2 separate regions of the Macaca mulatta genome follow, and region 2 is linked to region 1. The links are chromatin contacts, called in public Hi-C maps. All regions are on one chromosome and are shown on one strand. The core of a region is the stretch at or near the end of the contact, and the rest is flanking DNA. Distances in the headings are between cores, read along the strand shown.

Region 1 (5,033 bases), core at 1,826-4,325:
AAATCCTCTGGACCTTTCAACAGGGGAAAAAGGTTCCTTGACTTAAACTTGGAGTAGGTTTAGCAGTGTGTGAGCCTTGAGGCAGGAATTACAGGCTGCCTTAATTACAGACCTTTGTATGGACCTGAGGCAACACTTTCTAGGACTTGATTGGGGGTTGGTGCTCATTTTCTGGGTCCCTACTTCTATTTTCAAAGGCCACTAGAGTGCAGCAGATTACCTTGGTTTAAGTCTTAACATGGCCTGTGGTGTTTCCCATAAGAGAATTGGCTTCATGGCTTCATGGTGTCCTCTGGGTTGATGGAAAAATAATCATTGGAAAAGAATGACATGAACAGAGGAACCATTGAAGTGCTGGAGGACTGGAGGAGGAAGGGGGAGGGTGTGGGGGCAGTGAGGGTGGCAGGGACTAAGGCTTCCTTCTCTACCCCAGGCCTGATGGAGAGAAAAAGGCGTATGTTCGACTGGCTCCTGATTACGACGCTTTGGATGTTGCCAACAAAGTAAGTTTCCTTCCTACAAACCCCCTATCATTCACCCCTTGGGTGCAAATGATGCATATGTTAGCGACCAAAGCCTGATTTTTGCTGATTAGTCATAATTAACTGACTGCACCCTATCTTAACAAACCTTATCCTCAATGTTCCTCATTTTGCTTTCTGAAAATAACATTCCAGCTTAATCTTCTTGTTTCAGCTCCAGTAATGAGGCTCCCTTTTGTTTTTCAGATTGGGATCATCTAAACTGAGTCCAGCTGCCTAATTCTAAATATATATATATATATCTTTTCAACATATATGTGCCTCTCTGTCAATTTCTGGTTGGGCTGGGAGGCCACACACAGTACACTGACATAACAGGGCTTGGGCAAGACTCCTGTTCTACTCATCCTTTTGAAATATTCACCCTGCCACTCTACCATGTGTGATCACTCCAGAGATCTTTCTGACTAGAGTTAGTGTCCTAGGAAAACCGGAACTCAGAACTTGCCTCCATGGTTGAGGGTAACAAGAAGCAGTACAAGAACCCCTTCTTTTATCCCTGGAAGAGGCTGTGTATGAAACCAATGCCCGGGGTTTGAAGGGCATTAGCATCCATTTCAGGGGAGTGTGGATTGGCTGGCTTTCTGATAGCATTTTGTCCTCACACACCCATCTACTACGTCCAACCGGTCTGTCTGCTTCTCTCACCCCTTGCCCAATAAAGGACAAGGACTTCAGAGGAGTGCTTTCATTAGTGTTTTCAATAGTGTGGGCGCAGGCTCGGAAGGTGGAGAGGCTGGCCCCAGAGGACGCCCAGGCTTGGGGCTAAGTCCCAGTTTCCATGTGAAGCTGTTTCTGGCCTTGTCTGTTTTTGTTGTCCCAGGCTCTGTGCCTCTCACTCAGTCAAGAACTTGTCTTTGTGTTGCTTCCTGGGGACACGCTCGGGGCAGAAGTCAGAGCGGAGGAGGCGGGAAAAGTAGATTATGATCATCACGTCCAGCATGAGCAGGATACCCAGCAGGAAGGTGCCCAGGGTCCTCTGCCTCACATAACGCAAGAAGAAATGGGTGAGGTAGACCTGAGGGGCCAGGCGGAAGACAAAGTACATGACCAGGTTCACATACTTGTTAACCCTATAGAGGAGATGATCCTGGGCATTATTGATTTTCATCATCATGCGAATCGTGAGGAAGATGTTGCTGACTTCCACCAGTAGTGTTAAGACACCACCACCGACAAAGCTGCTCCAAAAGATGCCAGAGAAGAAGGCACCCATGGCCTAGCGGGAAGAAGGGAGAATAGGAGTTAGGGAACCAGATGCAGATGCTTTCCTGGACTTTGGTGGGGGGTATCAGATTGAGGGCTGGAAAATCCCAAATTTCTACCTGGAATAATAGTTTATAGTGGATAAGATGCTTTGTTTTGTTCGTTCAACATTACTAGGTTTTGATCCCTGCTCACAGCTTCTGGCTGTGGATGATGTTCAGTCTAAAGAGGTAGTGAGACCATGGGTTGCTGGCCTTTGAACAAGCACACAGACTGCTAACCTCAGCATCCTAAAAATAAGTAGCAGCACACAGGTGGGGGGGTGGGTTGTAAGAAAACACAGCCTTCTCCCAGGTTCAGAAAGACGGAGCTGAGACTAGGTTGCTGACTGACACCAGGCCTATACCACATAATCAGCTTCTCACCATGATGTGATGGACGAGGTATTCCCAAGATGCTCGCGCCTGTCCGCTAGCCACGATGTCCACCGTATCATGGATGAAATACCCTAGTGGAGGGATGGGGCAAGAGGTCACGAAGGACTGAACAAGCAGCTTCCTTCTCCCTGTCCCCAGTTGGCCTCCCGCTTCCTGGGCAAGACCTACCTGCAGAAAAGCAAACGAGCAAATAGCCAGAAAGTGACCATGCCGTCTCAATCTCCACCAACATGTCGGGAGTCTGCCATACACTGGAAAGGAGGGAAGAAAGCAGGCTCTGCATTTTGGCACCCTCAAGGACCCTCACCTTTCCGGTTACCCTTCCCAGCCCCGGGGGAGCCTGGGCTCGCCCTAGTGGCTGACTGGGAAGCTAAGAGTGGCTGGGCAAGACCCAAGAGCCTCCAGTTTCCCAGGGGCGATCCCCCTCCCCTGGGGCCATTGCGGCTTCTGGTTGGATAGGATACCAAACGGGATCAGGTGAGACTGCGTGGCCTCAGCCCGCCGATGAGCGATGGGGGTAGTAACACAGAGCCGACCCCAGCTCCCTGCTCAGGATCCCCCGGCCACCTCATCCCCACAATCGCTTACCACAGCAGTGCCCAGATCCCCGACACAATGGAGTGAGCGAAGGAGACGAGCAGGTTGTGCCAGCGCCAGGTGCGCAGGGGGTCGGCGCGCACGTGCACAGGTAGGGGCAAGCGACTGAGCGCGCGCCGGAGCGCCCGGAAGGTCAGCGTGGCGCCCAGGAGCAGCGGCAGGGCGGGGTGCAGCAGCGGGGGCATGCTGGCCCTCCCTGCCGTCCGCCCTCGAGGCCGCCTCCTAGGGCTGTTCTGGGAACCTGGGTCCCTCTCGGACCAGTCCAGTCCGGCCGCCTCTCCCGCCGGGCGCCAGCCCCACACAGTTTCAGCGAAGCCCTCTAGGCCCCTTGACTCCTCCTCGCCCTCCCTGCTAGGCCTCTGCCCCCGCCCCCAGACGCCCGCGCCCCCGCCCCGCCCTCCTGCCCCCGCCCCTCAGGCGCTGCTGCCGCGCGAGCCGGGTGTCCCCGCGGCCTCTCGGTCACCGGCCGGCTCCCGCGGACTTTGGGTAACTAGGAGCTGTGCTGGGGGCGTCGTCGCCGAGGCACCCCTCGCTGGCGCCTCCCGACGGCCGACGGAGTCCCAGTTGCGGTGGCTCGCCCGGCCTCATTAACCCGCGTCCCCACTTTTCCCCGGGCCACCGGCTCCCCCGCCCTGGGCGGGTACCGCGAGAGCTCTCTCCACCCTCTACCTTCTGCGAAGAGCTGGACGGGACCCGACACGCCCACGCCCCTTAAGTCCTGGTCCTGGGGTGGATTCAGGAGCCCCGCCTCCGACAGTGGTCTCGGTGCAGACCCAGTGCCCCCACCGCACCACTCGCAGTCTTCTGACCGGGGACCCGGGTTTACCCGTCCCTCCCGCGCCCGCGAGGTGGGCGCTTGGGAACTGCTGAGTAACCCATCGCCACCTCTCCCCGCCCGCTCTTAAGCTCCCGGGGCCGGGCGGCTGTCACAGTCCTCCCTCAGACAGTCCCGGCCCTCGGCCTGGCTCCCCGGAGGCTGGGCAAGCAAGACCGCGGATTTGCCGTGATTGCTGGGGTGACCCGCGCTCTCCAGGCCGGTAGCTTGCAGCAGTTGCGGCTCCTGGCCACTAGGTGTCAGCCTGCCCTCACTGTGGCGCGGGCTCCCTCTCCCGCCTCCGAGCGAGGCGGCTGCTTTCGGGGAAAGTTTAGGTAAACTGGGCGAAAGGAGGAGCAGCTGAGAGCTAGCGAGGGAAGTGAAGCGGGGGTGAGGGCGGGGAGGGAGAAGAGGGTGGTAATAGAAGAGGGGAGGGAAGAAGTGAGGGAGGGGAAAGGTGCTGCGGGAGGGAGGAAAAAGCCAAAAACCTGAGGCGCAAGGACCCACGGACCAAGCCGTTTGAGTGTTTTCCTCCCCTATGGCTCCAAGGTTACACATTAACCCCTGTGGGACTCCTAGGTTAATCAAGGCGCAGTCGGTTTCTAGGTGAGAGCACTGGTGTCCCGGGTGAGCGGCTTTCCCGCCCCTCCCCTTGGCTCACAGAGCTGCTCTGTCCGCTGGCCGACACCGGCCTGAGCCAGCGCCCATCAGCAGTCCTTCCACGTGGGCGGGTTTGGGTACCCTTGCGAAGGCCGGGGCAGGGTTTCTTTCTTTCTTTCTTTCTTTCTTTCTTTCTTTTTTTTTGAGATGGAGCCTCACTCTGTCGCCCAGGCTGGAGTGCAGTGGCACGATCTCGGCTCACTGCAACCTCCGCCTCCCAGATTCAAGCGATTCTCCTGCCTCACCCTCCCGAGTAGCTGGGATTACAGGCGAGCGCGACCATGTCCAACTTTTTGTATTTTTAGTAGAGATGAGGTTTTACCATGTTGGCCAGGGTGGTCTCAAACGCTTGACCTCAGGTGATCTGCCCGCCTCGGCCTCCCAAAGTGCTGGAATTACAGGCGTGAGCCACCTCGCCTGGCCGAATACTGAGTTTTTATAGAGCTCCAGCAGAGCAGGAGCCCGGGAGAACCTGGAATTAACCTCACTTCCGGTAAAGAGCCTAGCTAGTCACACTAACCAGCCCTCTGCCTCTAGGCTTTGTCTTGAGATCATTTCGGCGAAACCGCGGTCTTTCCTTTTCCCCTTGATGCTTTCAGGTAGTGATTCACTTCCGCCCCCATCTTCCCCCATGGGGTTCACCCTAGATGAGCACTGAGGGCAGATTACCCTCCTGCAGTGCGTGTGTATGAAAAGCGAGTTGAGAGTCCTGACCAGCGCGGTGCTCACTAGTCGGGACGGCCTGAGACCGTGTCATGTCCTCCCCAGGTGAATCAA
Region 2 (5,033 bases), core at 1,356-3,855, 170 kb after region 1:
ACCCCAGTGCCCTCTCCTTCACTCAAGTCACCTGAGGTTTTGAAATTAAATATTTGAGGAAGAACGTTTTAGCTTGAAACACCAGTGAAACAGGTCCCCTGCCCAGCCCTGCACCCCTTCCTGCCTTGGCTTAGGGGCCCCGTGAGGCTCCTCAAAGGCAGGACAGGGCCTCACCGAGGATGGAGCGCAGATGTCCCTCCAGGGTCTGTAGGACGACGTTTTTGATGTCCTGCACGTTCTTACCCAGAAACTGCTCACAAGCCACAGCCAGGAGCTCCTTCTCTGTCATAATCTTCACCTGCCAGTGATGACAGAGGCATTTCAGCCAGGCTGGAGTGAGGAAGACGGAGGCCCCAGACCCAGAGGTAGGCAGGATGATGGCTGTGCCTCCTCCCTTCCTTTTTTCAGACCTGGAGGCCCTAGGGGGCTGGAATCTGTCTGAGGCCTCTAGTGGGGAGATAGCAGCACAAGGGCTTCTCACACTGTGAAACTTCACCTGCACTGGCAGCCCCAGGCCCTGCCACGGCCTCTCATGGGCATTCGGGACTTGTCTCCCCACCCCTTCAGCCTACTGTCCCCTCACCAGCCAATTCCTCCCTTGCAGGCTTCCCACACGTGGGAGACCCTGAGGCTGAGGGGCAGAGAGTATGACAAGCAGAATGAGCAATAGGGACACAGACAGAGAAGGAAAGCGCCTGGACAGGGCATGAGAGGGTTGGCGGATGCAACCAAGGATGCCTCTCTTTCTTGAGGTACTCAGCCAACCCCTCGCCGAGGCCTACAGCATGGCTGAACCTCGCTGCCCTGTGATGCCAAGAGGTGGATCGGGGCTGGAAGCCCTCACCTAGGCCCCCAGCTGGGAATATGACACAGCTTCTGACTCCCAGAGTCCAGAGCTCCTCTGCCTCACATGCCTCTCCCTCTGGGCCCCACCCCTCCCACCCCATACCCAGGGAACAAGGAAGGCCTGGATTCTGGGGCTTGACATTTCCAACACCTGCAAAGAATGGGGGTGGGGTTAGTGAGCCAGGAGCCCTCAGCACTGGTTCTGTCCCTCGTGGGCCCGCTGAGGAGAGAAGGGGTGTCTGTTAGTCCTGCTGGGTGGCCAAAAGGGCCCGGTGAGCATGTTCCAGTGGCGACGACCCGACTGGCCCTCTCTTGCGGGACTTGCGGGGGCTGGGGCGCTGGAGAGAGACTGCCCCTGGCTGCTGTCCTCTCCTCCTCCCCCCGAACCCGAGTACAGGACCAGGCAGCTCAACGGACATGCGCAGGGCTGCTGAGTTACTATACCTGGGCGACACCCGTCACAGTTAAAGCTACCCCCTCGGCCGTCTCTACGTCCTCGCAGCGGGGCTGCAACGTCATAATCTCTAGGGAAATCCTGCCAAGAAACGCAAAACAGGGGCATGGGTCTGGGGGCGCAGGGCCTGGTGGTGTTGGGAAAGAGTCCAGTACCTCACTGCTCCGGCTGCGTCCTGGTGAGGAAGGTGGAGGAAGGACTCTCAATGGGGCTGAGATGGGAGTGTCTGAGAAGGAGGTGGGCAGGAGGGCAGGTGGGTGCAGATGGCCCCAGGGGAAGGAGTGGAAGTGAGCTGTGTATGTGCACATACTCTCTGCTCAAGCCAGCCTGGCTGGTTGTGAGGAAAACGAAGTAGAAAGAAGTGGCTGTAGGTGGTTGGGGGCTGGTGGCTGGGGGAGAATTCAGGTGTAGCTGTGTGTATGTTCTAGGATAGCAAGTCAGTGCTGGTCCTCCCGGCTCTGCTGCGTAGGCCATCGTGGATGTCATCTGAGCCTCCCGCAGGGGCCCTGGCCCATTCCTTGATCTACCCAGCACTCCAGGGTGCCCCAGGAAGCTGCCCGGAAAGTTCTGTCTGATTGCCTGGCATCCTGGAGTATGCGCACTGCTGGGCTAAGATGGAAGTGATTCTGTACCTGCCCCTTGCCAGAGAAGCCCTACCGGGTGGCTGCAGCCTTTTGACTTGAAACCCACATCTGGTATTAGGCCCAGGTGGGTCACATGGGGAATGCACACTGAGGTCACACTAGAGCTTCTTGGCCAAGGAGTGTTAACCCTGGAAAGAGTTGTTCTGGCCAGGCAATCTGATTCCTCCAGGGTCCACAGTCACCCGCCTTAAAAGGGATCTGGGCATGTGCAGGTGTTTCAAGTGCAGGTGTGGGTGTGGAGCGGGACAGGACTGCATCAAATGGGGTGTTGAGGGAGGCCTGGACCCTACCCCTTCCACACAAGGTACTCCAAGCCTCTCAGGCCTCTGCACTTCCCATGGCTACAAGGGCTAAGGAGATGGGGATGGTCCCCTTCCCCATTAGAGACGGCAGGATGGGTGAAGAAGGGAGTGGTGGTATAGTGTTTTTGCCTAAGTGGAGGCTGAAGGGCAATTTAATGCAGAGGGAAGGGGTGAGAAAGATGCAGTTCAGGCCTCTTCCAGCCTGGGAACCTGCTGGCACACAAGCTCTGAGGGGGCGGGGGCTTTTTGTTGTTCACTCCTGCAGTCCACATGCCTCGAATTGAGAAGGTGCTCAGTAGAGAGCTGGTGAATGAAGCAATGAAGAGGGGAACCCACACATGACAGAGTAAGCATTTGGAGCTACTTAACACTTAAGCCCAAGAATAGATTTCACCAGCTATGGCTGCATGGTAATGAAGGCCTGGCATCCAGGGACACTCACTGGCAGACTTGGCAAAGCTTCCAGAATCCCTTGCTGTTTTCCCACTTGCAGTCCAATAGGCAAGGGCAAGGGACCTGGGGATCTACAGGGATCCATACTGGCACCCAGAGCAGTTGGAGGAGAGAAAAGAGGAGAGGGAGGAAGGCACGGTCTCAGGAGGGGAGTCCACTGGCTCCTGTCTGCCAGGCCCCGCAGGGCAGGAAGAGAGAAGGTTAGACATGGAGGAGGAAGCAGGTGGGTTATTACCTGTGCAACCCCTGTTACGAATAGTGGAACCCCCTCCGACGTCTCAATATTCTCACAGCGACACAGGATGGTCATAACCTCCAGAGACAGTCTGAGGAGCAGCCAGGGGATGGGGAGAGGTAGGGACAGGAAGGGGAGGAGGGGACACAGCAAACACACACAGTAGTTACCAGACAAGCACCGATGCCTGATGCCTGGGGACGGCGGTGGGGGGGCATGCTGTCAGTAATCCAACCCCCCAACTGCCAGCTCAGCTGAGGGCTGCAGGACAGCAGAGACCCCCCGTGCTGCTCCAAGGCCTCTGGGTCTCTTCTCTAGCCCCAAACCCTTCTAGTGAGGACCTGCTGGGCTGGGGAAGATGCCTGCTGCCACTCTGGGCCTGCGGCCTGAGGTCAGGAGGCTTGTGCACAGCGTACCTGGGTTGCCCGCCACCTCACTTTCCCAGGGATCCTGTCGCAATCTGGGAGACTGAGCCTTAGCCCCCTGTCTTCACACAGGTAAACCTGTGTTTCCAGAAATCGGGAGTAGGAGGCTATTCTGGGGACTCCTGAGCTTTAGCAAATGCTGAATCCACCAGGTCTGCACTTTCTATCACTAAGAAGGCAAGGCGAGGCCAGAAAAGCCCAAATGTTCTGATGTGGGGGTCAAGGAAGGCTGGGGGAGGAGAAAGTGTGTTCCTGCCAGAATATTCAGGGACAACTGGGAGATAAGGGAGACATTTAATTGGGAATTTCCAAAGTTTTCCAGGGGCAGAGAGAAGATTATTGGCAAAGAAAACAAGGTGCCTCGAAGCTCCCTGGGCCATGCTGGCTGGGCCTCCCTAGGCAGTGTGTGTGCAGGGTGGGTGTCTAGACAGAGTCCAGGCTGTGGACAGTGTGGAAGGTTTCCCTAAATCAGAGGAAGGAAGAGAGGACAGAGGCCGAGGGTGAAGGGGCAGAAGCAGGTGGAGGGGTGATAAGCAGCAGCAGTCAATGTGCAGCCCCCATCTCAGCCCTGGGAGGGGCCATCCCCACAGTGCCAGCCCTGGGGCTCTGGCCATGCAGATGTGAAAAGGTTGCCTTCGTTTGAGCCCCTAACACTAGCAGCCTTGGGCCTGAGAGGATTCTTGACCCGGCTCAGACGGGAACCCACCAAGCTCTCTTCTGGGGAAGGAGAGAGGGAAACAGGGGAGAGAGAGGGAGGGAGGAAGGGTAGTGGGGAGGGAAGAAGGGAGGCTGCAGCTCAGATGCCAAAGGTGGAAGAATTGCTCAGGTAAGAGAGAGCTGCCCACATCAGGGCCTCGGGATAGTATAGGATGTGGCAGCAAAGTGTAGCAGGAGGGGTCACTGAGCCTGGAAGAAGAATGGCTGACCCCAAGGGCACGTGACATATAGACAGTTGCGGAAAGGACCTCGAGAGGGAGGCTAAGTATCCAGGCTGAGTTAGAAGCCTCTACTCTGACCCGAGAGGCTCCTGCCAGCATAGGGAAATAAAGGCCCCAGCCTGTGGAGATGTCCCCCAAGCAGGCTAGGGATTGGGGAAGAGGCTGCCCCCGAAGAAAAGGGGATGAGGGAAGGACTACTGGCTCAGACTACCCAGCAAGTGAGACCAGAGGGAGGATGTGGAGCCTGGGTGTGAGGTCAGTGTCCTGGGAAGAGATACAAGGCCCTTCTCCTCTAACTTCCAAACTTGCTGTCAGAAAGGCTCGGCCCTTCTGTCCTGGCTCTGCCCCCTGGAGCAAGAAGGGAGAGCAGGGGACCAAGAATCCAGAGAACGGACTGCAGGGGAATTGGCCTAGCAGTGGCTGCCCATGCAGGACAGGTGTCTGGACAAGATACTCTGTTGTGCTGGGAATGCACAGTGTGCGGGGTGGCGGTATGTCTGCAGAGGGCTCCCCACGGCTTCTGACAGGCCACTGGCCCACTCAGGTGCAGCCAGGATCCTCTTGAGTGGAGGCTGTGGCCACTATTGATTACTCTGACACTTTGAGCTTTAAACCAGAAGAGTCCCCCAGCATCGCTCACCTCCGGCCAGGTAAAGTGAGGGAGAGGTGGGAGAGTTGAGCGGTTACTGGGAACCAGTGAAGTTAATCCATTGTGCCATGCTTCCCAATTCCCCCT

The links. Hi-C and Micro-C count contacts between places; a contact is called where the count stands out from the background.
Region 2: a Hi-C map of cortical neurons shows a contact between it and region 1, with 3 times the contacts expected there. The contact joins the enhancer-like site here to the promoter of TLCD1 in region 1. A contact is called at or near these places in 2 of 14 Hi-C or Micro-C datasets (cortical neurons and liver).

What each region holds. Positions count from the first base shown.
Region 1 is chr16:37,433,038-37,438,070 of T2T-MMU8v2.0, forward strand. It overlaps TLCD1 (TLC domain containing 1), which reads right to left and starts at 3,076. Exons shown (of 4, transcript NM_001194451.2): 1 at 2,774-3,076; 2 at 2,354-2,436; 3 at 2,174-2,256; 4 at 1,216-1,761. The coding sequence starts at 2,967. The coding sequence ends at 1,378. NEK8 (NIMA related kinase 8) reads left to right here and starts at 2,671. Exons shown (of 16, transcript XM_077970598.1): 1 at 2,671-2,873; 2 at 4,856-5,024. The coding sequence starts at 4,945. RPL23A (ribosomal protein L23a) reads left to right here. Exons shown (of 5, transcript NM_001193565.1): 4 at 434-503; 5 at 729-795. The coding sequence ends at 743. It overlaps LOC114673288 (small nucleolar RNA SNORD42), which reads left to right and starts at 295; the gene lies at 295-355. It also overlaps LOC114673295.
Region 2 is chr16:37,604,491-37,609,523 of T2T-MMU8v2.0, forward strand. FLOT2 (flotillin 2) reads right to left here. Exons shown (of 12, transcript XM_077970649.1): 3 at 2,935-3,025; 4 at 1,291-1,381; 5 at 175-298. The coding sequence starts at 1,365. Among named protein-coding and RNA genes, the nearest start is that of FLOT2, 13 kb to the right of the region's middle. Within about 2 kb of position 2,606, at least 1 of the 40 cell types and tissues checked has an H3K27ac peak or open chromatin away from gene starts, as enhancers often do. A contact at or near this core is called in cortical neurons, where this site is marked.